2 separate regions of the Zea mays genome follow, and region 1 is linked to region 2. The links are chromatin contacts, called in public Hi-C maps. All regions are on one chromosome and are shown on one strand. Each heading gives the region's core, a stretch centred on a gene start, on an enhancer-like site or on the middle of the called end of the contact. The rest is flanking DNA. Distances are from core to core; before and after follow the strand shown. Region 1 holds the start of LOC100276653. Region 2 holds the start of LOC103647557 (pathogenesis-related thaumatin-like protein 3.5).

What was found. Hi-C and Micro-C count contacts between places; a contact is called where the count stands out from the background.
Region 1: a Hi-C map of leaf shows a contact between it and region 2, with 7 times the contacts expected there. The contact joins the promoter of LOC100276653 here to the promoter of LOC103647557 in region 2. A contact is called at or near these places in 2 of 25 Hi-C or Micro-C datasets (endosperm and leaf).

The regions. Positions count from the first base shown.
Region 1 is chr2:197,014,365-197,018,469 of Zm-B73-REFERENCE-NAM-5.0, forward strand. LOC100276653 reads right to left here and starts at 1,655. Exons shown (of 2, transcript NM_001350171.1): 1 at 1,172-1,655; 2 at 345-1,015. The coding sequence starts at 1,509. The coding sequence ends at 562.
Region 2 is chr2:196,820,673-196,824,583 of Zm-B73-REFERENCE-NAM-5.0, forward strand. It overlaps LOC103647557 (pathogenesis-related thaumatin-like protein 3.5), which reads left to right and starts at 2,304. Exons shown (of 3, transcript XM_008672076.4): 1 at 2,304-2,837; 2 at 2,938-3,193; 3 at 3,319-3,911. The coding sequence starts at 2,348. The coding sequence ends at 3,562.

The DNA of each region.
Region 1 (4,105 bases), core at 405-2,904, 190 kb after region 2:
ACGTGATTTTTTGTGTATGGAAACAATGTGGCAGGGCCGTCAAGAACGACGTCGATTCACGCACCAGAACGAAAGGAACTCCGCACTGGTTTTTGGCACTCACTTCGGATTTGTTTTATGTGGCAACTCGTTGCTGTTCTCTCTTCTCTCCATGTTTGGCGTTATTTAGCGCTGCCTACGGTCAGTTGGCAATCGACCTGTGTCAGAGTGCAATCATCGGATACCCTCATCGAGCGGATCATGCCACAGCAACAAAATAACCAAAGGCAGCTAACCCCACCATGATCTTCATTTGTTAATGATATCCTGAAGGTTGTTACTGCGTCCGCCAAATTCAATTTTAAACTAAAACGTGATAAATAAAAAGGAACGGATAGAGTATTTGTTAGGTCAGTCGATGCACTTCTTGTGACTTGTGAGGTCAAAGAAACGGAAGCCAGGAGGATGAACACAACAGACTTGGATCTTATACACCGGAACCATATAGTAAGTGGCTACTACTACATCTCTACTGGTGGTGGCCAAGAGAGGAGGCCAGAGCTGGAAGCAGATCTGCGGCTGCTAATCACTACTCCCCCTCAGCGCTGCTGTGGAGATCGGACAGCGAGAAGGACCTCGGGGATCTGAAGCTCCCGAGGCCGCCATTCGGCCCGTTCCTCCGCCGCATCCCAGCACCGCCGAGTCTAAGGGGTGGCAGTGCCCGCGCGTCCCGGACGTTCTTTCCGCGGTGCGGCGGCGGCAGCTGGCTGCACTCCACGTCGTCGGAGTCGGAGTCGTCCTCCTCGCCCTCGTCCCCCTCGGCGACGGCGTGGTCGGGGCCCAGGAGCGGGGGCAGGTAGGCGGCCGTGGCCAGCGAGCTGCAGGAGGCTCGCCTGGACCAGTTGGCCAGGATGCGGCGCCGCTTGTTGAACGGGTTCTCCGGCTTCGCCAGCTCCTTGGCCGCCGCCACCGTCGACGTGGCCTCGGCGAGGCTGGTGAACGACCTGGACTTGCCGGAGTAGAAGCTCGAGAGGCCCTTCCTGACCAACCAAATTTAAAGCGTTTCCAGTTAATAGGCCCCCAAAAAATCATCCTTTTGAATAAAAAAAAGATCCCATTTTGCAAAAGCAAGCGAAATAGCATGAGCGATCCAAGACGGAAACCAAAAAAAAAAAAACTTTTACGAACTCACTTCACGGGCAAGGAGTCCTCGAGCGCGTCCAAGCAATCCAGCGCGTCATCTTCCTTGAGCTTGCTCTCGACCTCCTCGTCCACGTCGTCACCGCCGGCCTCCGACGACGAGTTCTCACCGATCGACGAGCCCGACGGCGACGGCGCCCCGACCGAGGAGGTATCGGTCAGCACCTCTTCCTCCGCCACCTCCTCTATGAAGAAGCCGTCGCTCCTCCTCTTCCCGACCGCCGCCATGTCCGCCTCCTTCCCATGCCCGCCGCCGCCGCCGCCGCTGCCCCCCTTCCCGGATCCGGGGAACCCGTAGCGCGGCCGCGCCTCCGCCACCGCCGTCGACATGTCGCCAGAGACGCGAGGTTCGACGGTCCGGTCGTTGCCAGTGTGTCTGGAGTAAATTGAGCAAATCTCGGGTGGATTGGATATGTGTCCGTCCAAGAACAGGGACAGGAACTCAACAACTTGTATGATGAGAAAATGAGAGAGAGGGCCAGAGAGGGGAAAGAGAGAAGAAGATAAACGCAGGCAGTAGGCAGGATAGGATAAGAGCAAGGACCACGACGCAACCTGGGTGTGGAGGTCGCTGAAAGAGGTAGCAAAGCTCCAGGATCTTCTGCAGCCAAACCACGAAATACACGCGATGTGTGCTGTACTGTTGTTGCGCGATTGATTCCAATTTTCCAATTGCACGCGAGCAAGGTCAGTAATGTGGCACCGTATCCCAATGTATCACTGCCATAGTGCCATATCTCAAGTTATCCAACCACTGTATTACACTCACACCTCAACACATCCATAGCAAGTCAAAAAAACCAATGAGAGGACGTAATTATTGATAGCAAGTATCACAATGCCGTCTTGATATTTTTTTTTTCTTTTAGCAAGTTCTGTATAGTTATATACTTATATAATACACGGTTTTTTATGGTGTAGTGTAAACATGTGTTACTCGATGGCTTTCTCTAGCCGATATTTTTTCAGTGGCTACTAGATCTCCTTGTGAGTAGTGTTTTTGCTCGAATAAATGGGATGGTCCATATTAAATGCTAGATAGTTAAAGGTTAATCCCACATTGCTTGTTGAGAACATGTATAACGGATGTCTTGAGCCGTGTCTTCAAGTGTGTTTAAGGGGACAAATGTAAAAAAAATAAGACATGTATCTTAACGAAGACATTGTATCTTGGCTTTATGCTCGAGACGAGGAATAGCTAATTGGTCAATTTAATTTATTGAATGCTCTGGTTGGTGCAGTAGATATAGTAAAATATAGGTTTTAGACACGCACATTGTATTGTATTGTGTTTTAGTTATATCTTATATTTAGAGTATCGTACGGTAGTGTTAGGGTTGTACATCCTCTGAGAGATACTTTGACCAACTTAAAAGGTACGTTCAGAATATATCTGCTATAGAGTTAAGTAGGGGCGGACCTACGTTGATGCGAGTGGGGGCGCATGCCCCCGCTCATTTCTCTGTTGTAAGTAGTAGTGTCTAGATTTTTACTAATGAGGTCCCTTGCTCAGACTAACTTAGAGACCTTTTCTTTAGTATTCTAGCGCTTATCTTTGCAAGTATACCCTCAGTCCCATTATTTACTGGGTCCGCCCCTGGAGTTAAGGAAATAGAGTTGAGAAAAGAAGACGATAGTGTTCGAGGGTTACCACCATTGAGTTTAGAGTATCTAGGTTCTTAGTTTATCTTGCGGTCCTGCCAACTATAACGATACATTCAATTTCTTGCGTTCATTCCTTTGAAATGTCATTGACATCGTCGCGAGCGTCTCGAGAGAAAAATCCTGTGTGACCGCCGCATCGTTGGTTAGTTTTTCCTGCAATCTTCTCCTGGCTGCTGCTACGATGTCAATGGATATCCCTCCAGAGTCCTCCGTGTACTGCTGTGCAAACCCACTCGTCGATCTCACTGTTAAATGAAAATAGACGGTGGATGATCTCATCCAGAGATAAGAAGTCTCCAGAAGATCCAGAGAGAACAAGAAGTCTCTAGAAGATTAGCGGTTACCCATTCCCTTAATCCTAATTAACAATAATGTAAACGCATAAAGTAAACGTGCTTTTCAACCGAACGGATGTGCGGGCGTGAAGCCGTACGTTCACTATGTATATATTGTTTATGTTAATAGAATACAGAGATCAGAGATTCATTCTCAAGCAATACTTTCTAAACACGTTATCAGCACCCGTCTCTAACTGTCGAGAGAGGCCACCACCGACATCCAAAAAACCAGAGAAGGACTCGCCATGAACCACCACCGTCGACATCTAAGAAACCAGAGAAGGACTCGTCGTGAACCACCGCCGTCAACATCAGGGAAGGAGAAAAGCCAGTCAGAAATCCGGCGAGAAAGACAGAGAAGATGTCTACCGGAAATGGTTCATTGGAGGAGGAATTATGCCTTGTGGATAGCTGTACCACAAACTCTATATTAACTGAGATAAAATATTTTCAGACTTTAAAGAAAAGGGAAGGAAATGTTTTAACAATTGCAGGAAGAGATGCATTGATAGTTGGTTCTGGTAGAACCATTATCACTCTCCCAATGGGTACTCAAATTGTGATCGAGAATGCTTTATTATATCCTGATTCAACTCGTACCTTATTAAGTTATAGAGATATTCGTAAGAATGGGATCCATGTGGAAACATATGAAGAAAATAAAGAAGAATATCTACTTCTTACTAAACCTACTGAATATGGCAAACAGATATGTGAAAAAATTCTAACTCTAGAATCCGGATTATATTATACATACATCAAGCCCATTGAACATGTTGCATACAAGGTAATTTTTCAGAATGTCGATGCATTTCAAATTTGGCATGATCGACTAGGGCACCTAGGTATCGGGATGATGAGAAAAATTATCACCAATTCTATTGGTCATGATTTGACTGAAGCAAAATTTCCCAAAATCTTCA
Region 2 (3,911 bases), core at 1,054-3,553:
TCCAGAAGGCTTTCGACACAGTTAATTGGGGCTATCTCCTGGAAGTCCTCCAGACCATGGGTTTTGGCCCTCGTTGGCGTGAGTGGATTTCCATCCTTTTTGGGTCCGCCTCGTCTCGAGCCCTCCTCAATGGCCGACAAGGAGCAACCATCCAGCACAGGAGGGGGGTTAGGCAGGGAGACCCCCTTTCCCCTATGTTGTTCATCCTTGCCATTGATCCGCTGCAGCGTATCCTGGACCTTGCAGCCAGAAATGGGATCCTTTCCCCCATTCCGCTAACTACAGCAAAACTGAGGACTTCTCTCTATGCCGATGATGCTGCTATCTTTATCAACCCCTCTAGAGAAGACCTCCTGGCGGTCAAAGACATCCTGCACGCTTTTGGCTGTGCCTCGGGCCTGGTCACCAACCTTGAGAAGAGCTCTATCCACCCGATAAGATGTGATAACATAGACCTAGACCACGTGCTCCAGCCATTCCAAGGGACCAGGGGGACCTTCCCGTGTAGTTACCTAGGCCTCCAACTTCACACCCGGGCGCTCCAGAAAATTCATGTCCAACCTCTGATCGAGAAAATCCAGAACCGTCTGGCCGGATGGAAAGGAAGCATGCTCAATCGGGCTGGTCGTCTCACGCTTATGTCTTCCGTCCTGTCCGCTATGCCCACATACCACTTGTCGGTCTTTCCCCTCGCGACATGGGCCCGTAAACGCATCGATAGGATCCGCCGCTCCTTCCTCTGGAGAGGAAAGGCTGAATCAAATGGAGGCCATTGTCTTGTGGCTTGGCCACTAGTCTGCAAGCCCAAAACCCTAGGCGGTCTGGGCATTCTCAACCTCGACAAATTCAGCTGCGCCCTCCGGCTAAGGTGGCTTTGGAAGAGCTGGACGACAGAGGATCATCCTTGGAAAGGGTTTGATGTGCCTTGTAACCTTGCGGACAGGCTCCTCTTTAGCGCCTCCACCATCGTCACCGTTGGAGATGGCAAGACAACCAAATTCTGGCACGACAGTTGGCTTGATGGCATGGCGCCAAGAAACCTAGCACCACACCTCTTCGAGCTAGTCTCAAGAAAGAACAAGTCAGTTGCCATTGAGATCAATGACGGGAATTGGATCAGGTCGTTGAGAGGCAAGATTACCTCCACGGTGCAGATTGAGGAATTCGTCTCCCTCTGGTTTAGACTCCATGATTTCCACCTCCAACCACAGGTGCCGGACTCCATTGCCTGGAAATGGAACCCCGACGGTGTCTTCACGGTAAAATCAGCCTACAATGCACAATTCATTGGGTCGTACAGCCACATTAATTCTGATTTTGTTTGGCGGGCACGGGCAGAGCAAAAGTGCAAGATTTTTGCTTGGATTCTTCTACAGGACAAGCTCCTCACTGCTAACAATCTGGCCACTCGGGGTTGGCCGCACCAACCAAACTGCTCCCTCTGCAATGGTCCCTTGGAGACCGGCCCCCACCTCTGTTTGCATTGCCCTTTTGCCCGGGCGGTGTGGCGTCAGATTCTAGTTTGGGAGGGCTTGAGCCTCCTGGCCCAGGCTGACCCTACTCACTTCTCCAGCATAAAAGACTGGTGGGAAGCTACATCCTCCCCGCTCCCAAAGAACCAAAAGCGTGACTTCAACGGCCTCATGATATACACCCTGTGGAACATCTGGAAGGAGAGAAACCGGAGGATATTCGAAAACAGCGCCCTCACCCCTATCCAATTAGCCTTGAAGATTAAAGAGGACGTGTGCACTTTCAAGAGAGCCATGTTCCTCCAGTATTAGGGTTGCTGCATTGGTTTCGCGGATTTGTGCGGGTCTGTTGGGAGCGCTCCTCACGTTGTGTTTGCTAGTCTGTCTTATCTCGGTCCTCGGACCTGTACAGTGTATTTTCTGAACTATCTCCTTTTAATGATTAGGCAGAGCTCCTGCCATTTCCTTCAAAAAAAAAAAATTGCATCCTGTCCAAGTTGGGACAAGAGTTGAGTTCTCAGTAATGTTCACGCTGATTTGTTCAGATCGGCAGAACAAAGTATATCTGGCCAGGAATTAAGGCATATACATAATCGCAAGCTTTACCCGCATGGGCCAAACAATTCACGTTAACATCGTCAGCTTATCGCATCCCAAAAGGTATTTCTTCTTCCCCAGGCCACCGCATATATCCACGCGACATGCTAAACCAAGCTCACCAAGAAAAGCCACTGTCTTGGTAGCACCTGGCTTGCTTCCCTCGCCACCAGTCGCGTGCCTCGAGCTTTAAATCTCTCAAGGATGCCCCCAATGCATTCCCCTTTCTCCCTCGGATTCACATCGGTTGGCAGATTTGCCACACCCAAATCAGTAGCATGGGAGAACCGAGAGCTCGCCGGCTGTGCCTGCTTGCTCTGGTGCTCGTGCAGTGGCACCACGTCTCGGTGGCCATGACGTTCACTATCTCCAACTACTGCCCCCACCCGATATGGCCGGGGACGCTCGCCGGGGCCGGCACGTCGCAGCTTTCCACGACGGGGTTCAAGCTGGAGCCTGGGCAGACGGCCCAGCTCGCGGCGCCGGCGGGGTGGTCGGGGCGGATATGGGCGCGGACAGGGTGCGTGTTCGACGCGGAAGGCGCGGGCGTGTGCCAGACGGGCGACTGCGGCGGGCGGGTGGAGTGCCGCGGGTCCGGCGCCACGCCGCCGGCCACGCTGTTCGAGGTCACCCTGGGGCAGGGCGGCGGCCAGCTGGACTTCTACGACGTGAGCCTCGTCGACGGCTACAACCTCCCGGTCGTCGCGATCCCGCGGGCGCGCCAGGGCGCGTGCAACGCCACCGGATGCATGGCCGACCTGAACCGCTGTGAGTGCAGTGCCGCTAGCTGTCGGGTCCCTACTCCCTACTCTACTCCAAAGACAGCCTTTACCGGCCGACTGACCGTACGTGGCTTTCGTTTCGGCAGCGTGCCCGACGGAGCTGCAGGTGGACTGCGGCGGCGGCGCCATCGCTTGCCGGAGCGCGTGCGAGGCGTTCGGGCAGGACAGGTACTGCTGCAGCGGCGCGTACGGGACGCCGGACGCGTGCCACCCGACGGTGTACTCGTCCATCTTCAAGTCGGCTTGCCCGCGCGCGTACAGCTACGCCTACGACGACAGCACCAGCACCTTCACCTGCAAGGCCTTGGACTACACCATCGCCTTCTGCCTCCCGACCTCCGGGTATAATTTATTTATTATATAAACCGACTTGTTACAACGTACGACGGGTCGACAGCACGTCATCACGCATGTATTTGCTTGCTGCTTGACTGCTTGTTCTCATCACCCATCACTTGTCCCTTCAGGATAAAGAAGTCGGATGCGATGTTTCTCGGAGCTCAGATGGATGGCCAGAGCACCGGCGATGGCAGTGCCGGTGCGCCGCCGATTTACAGCAACAATGGCGGTTACAAACCGCCGATCTACAACTACGGCGGCGGAGGTTCTCGTTGGCCGGCGACGACAACCTCGTCCGCGAGCAGCAAAAGATGCATGCAGCCGTGGCTCTTGCTAGTGCTCGTCTCCTTTTCTCTGAAGGCGCTCGGCTGATCTTGTTCATGCAATGCCTTCTCGAGAAGAGTTTGACGAAGAAATTAATGGAAGATCGATCTGATGACTGGTGAACATGCATGTTAGCAGTTATGGCTTCTGGATCGACGAAAAGACCGCCCGATCGAGAGGCTGAAGAGGGCCTTTTCTGGCATTTAGTTCTGTGCCATTCGAGCTGATGAGAGAAACCGGCTGGCTAATAGCTAAGTATTGGTTGGGTGGTAGATAAGACATTAGCTGATGATCTAAACAATAGCTGATTTTCAGCGGCTAACTGTTAGGTTCTAGTGAACAAAGAGAAAAATGTTGTATAGATTCAAACGACTTTGTAAATCATTGGTTCATTTTA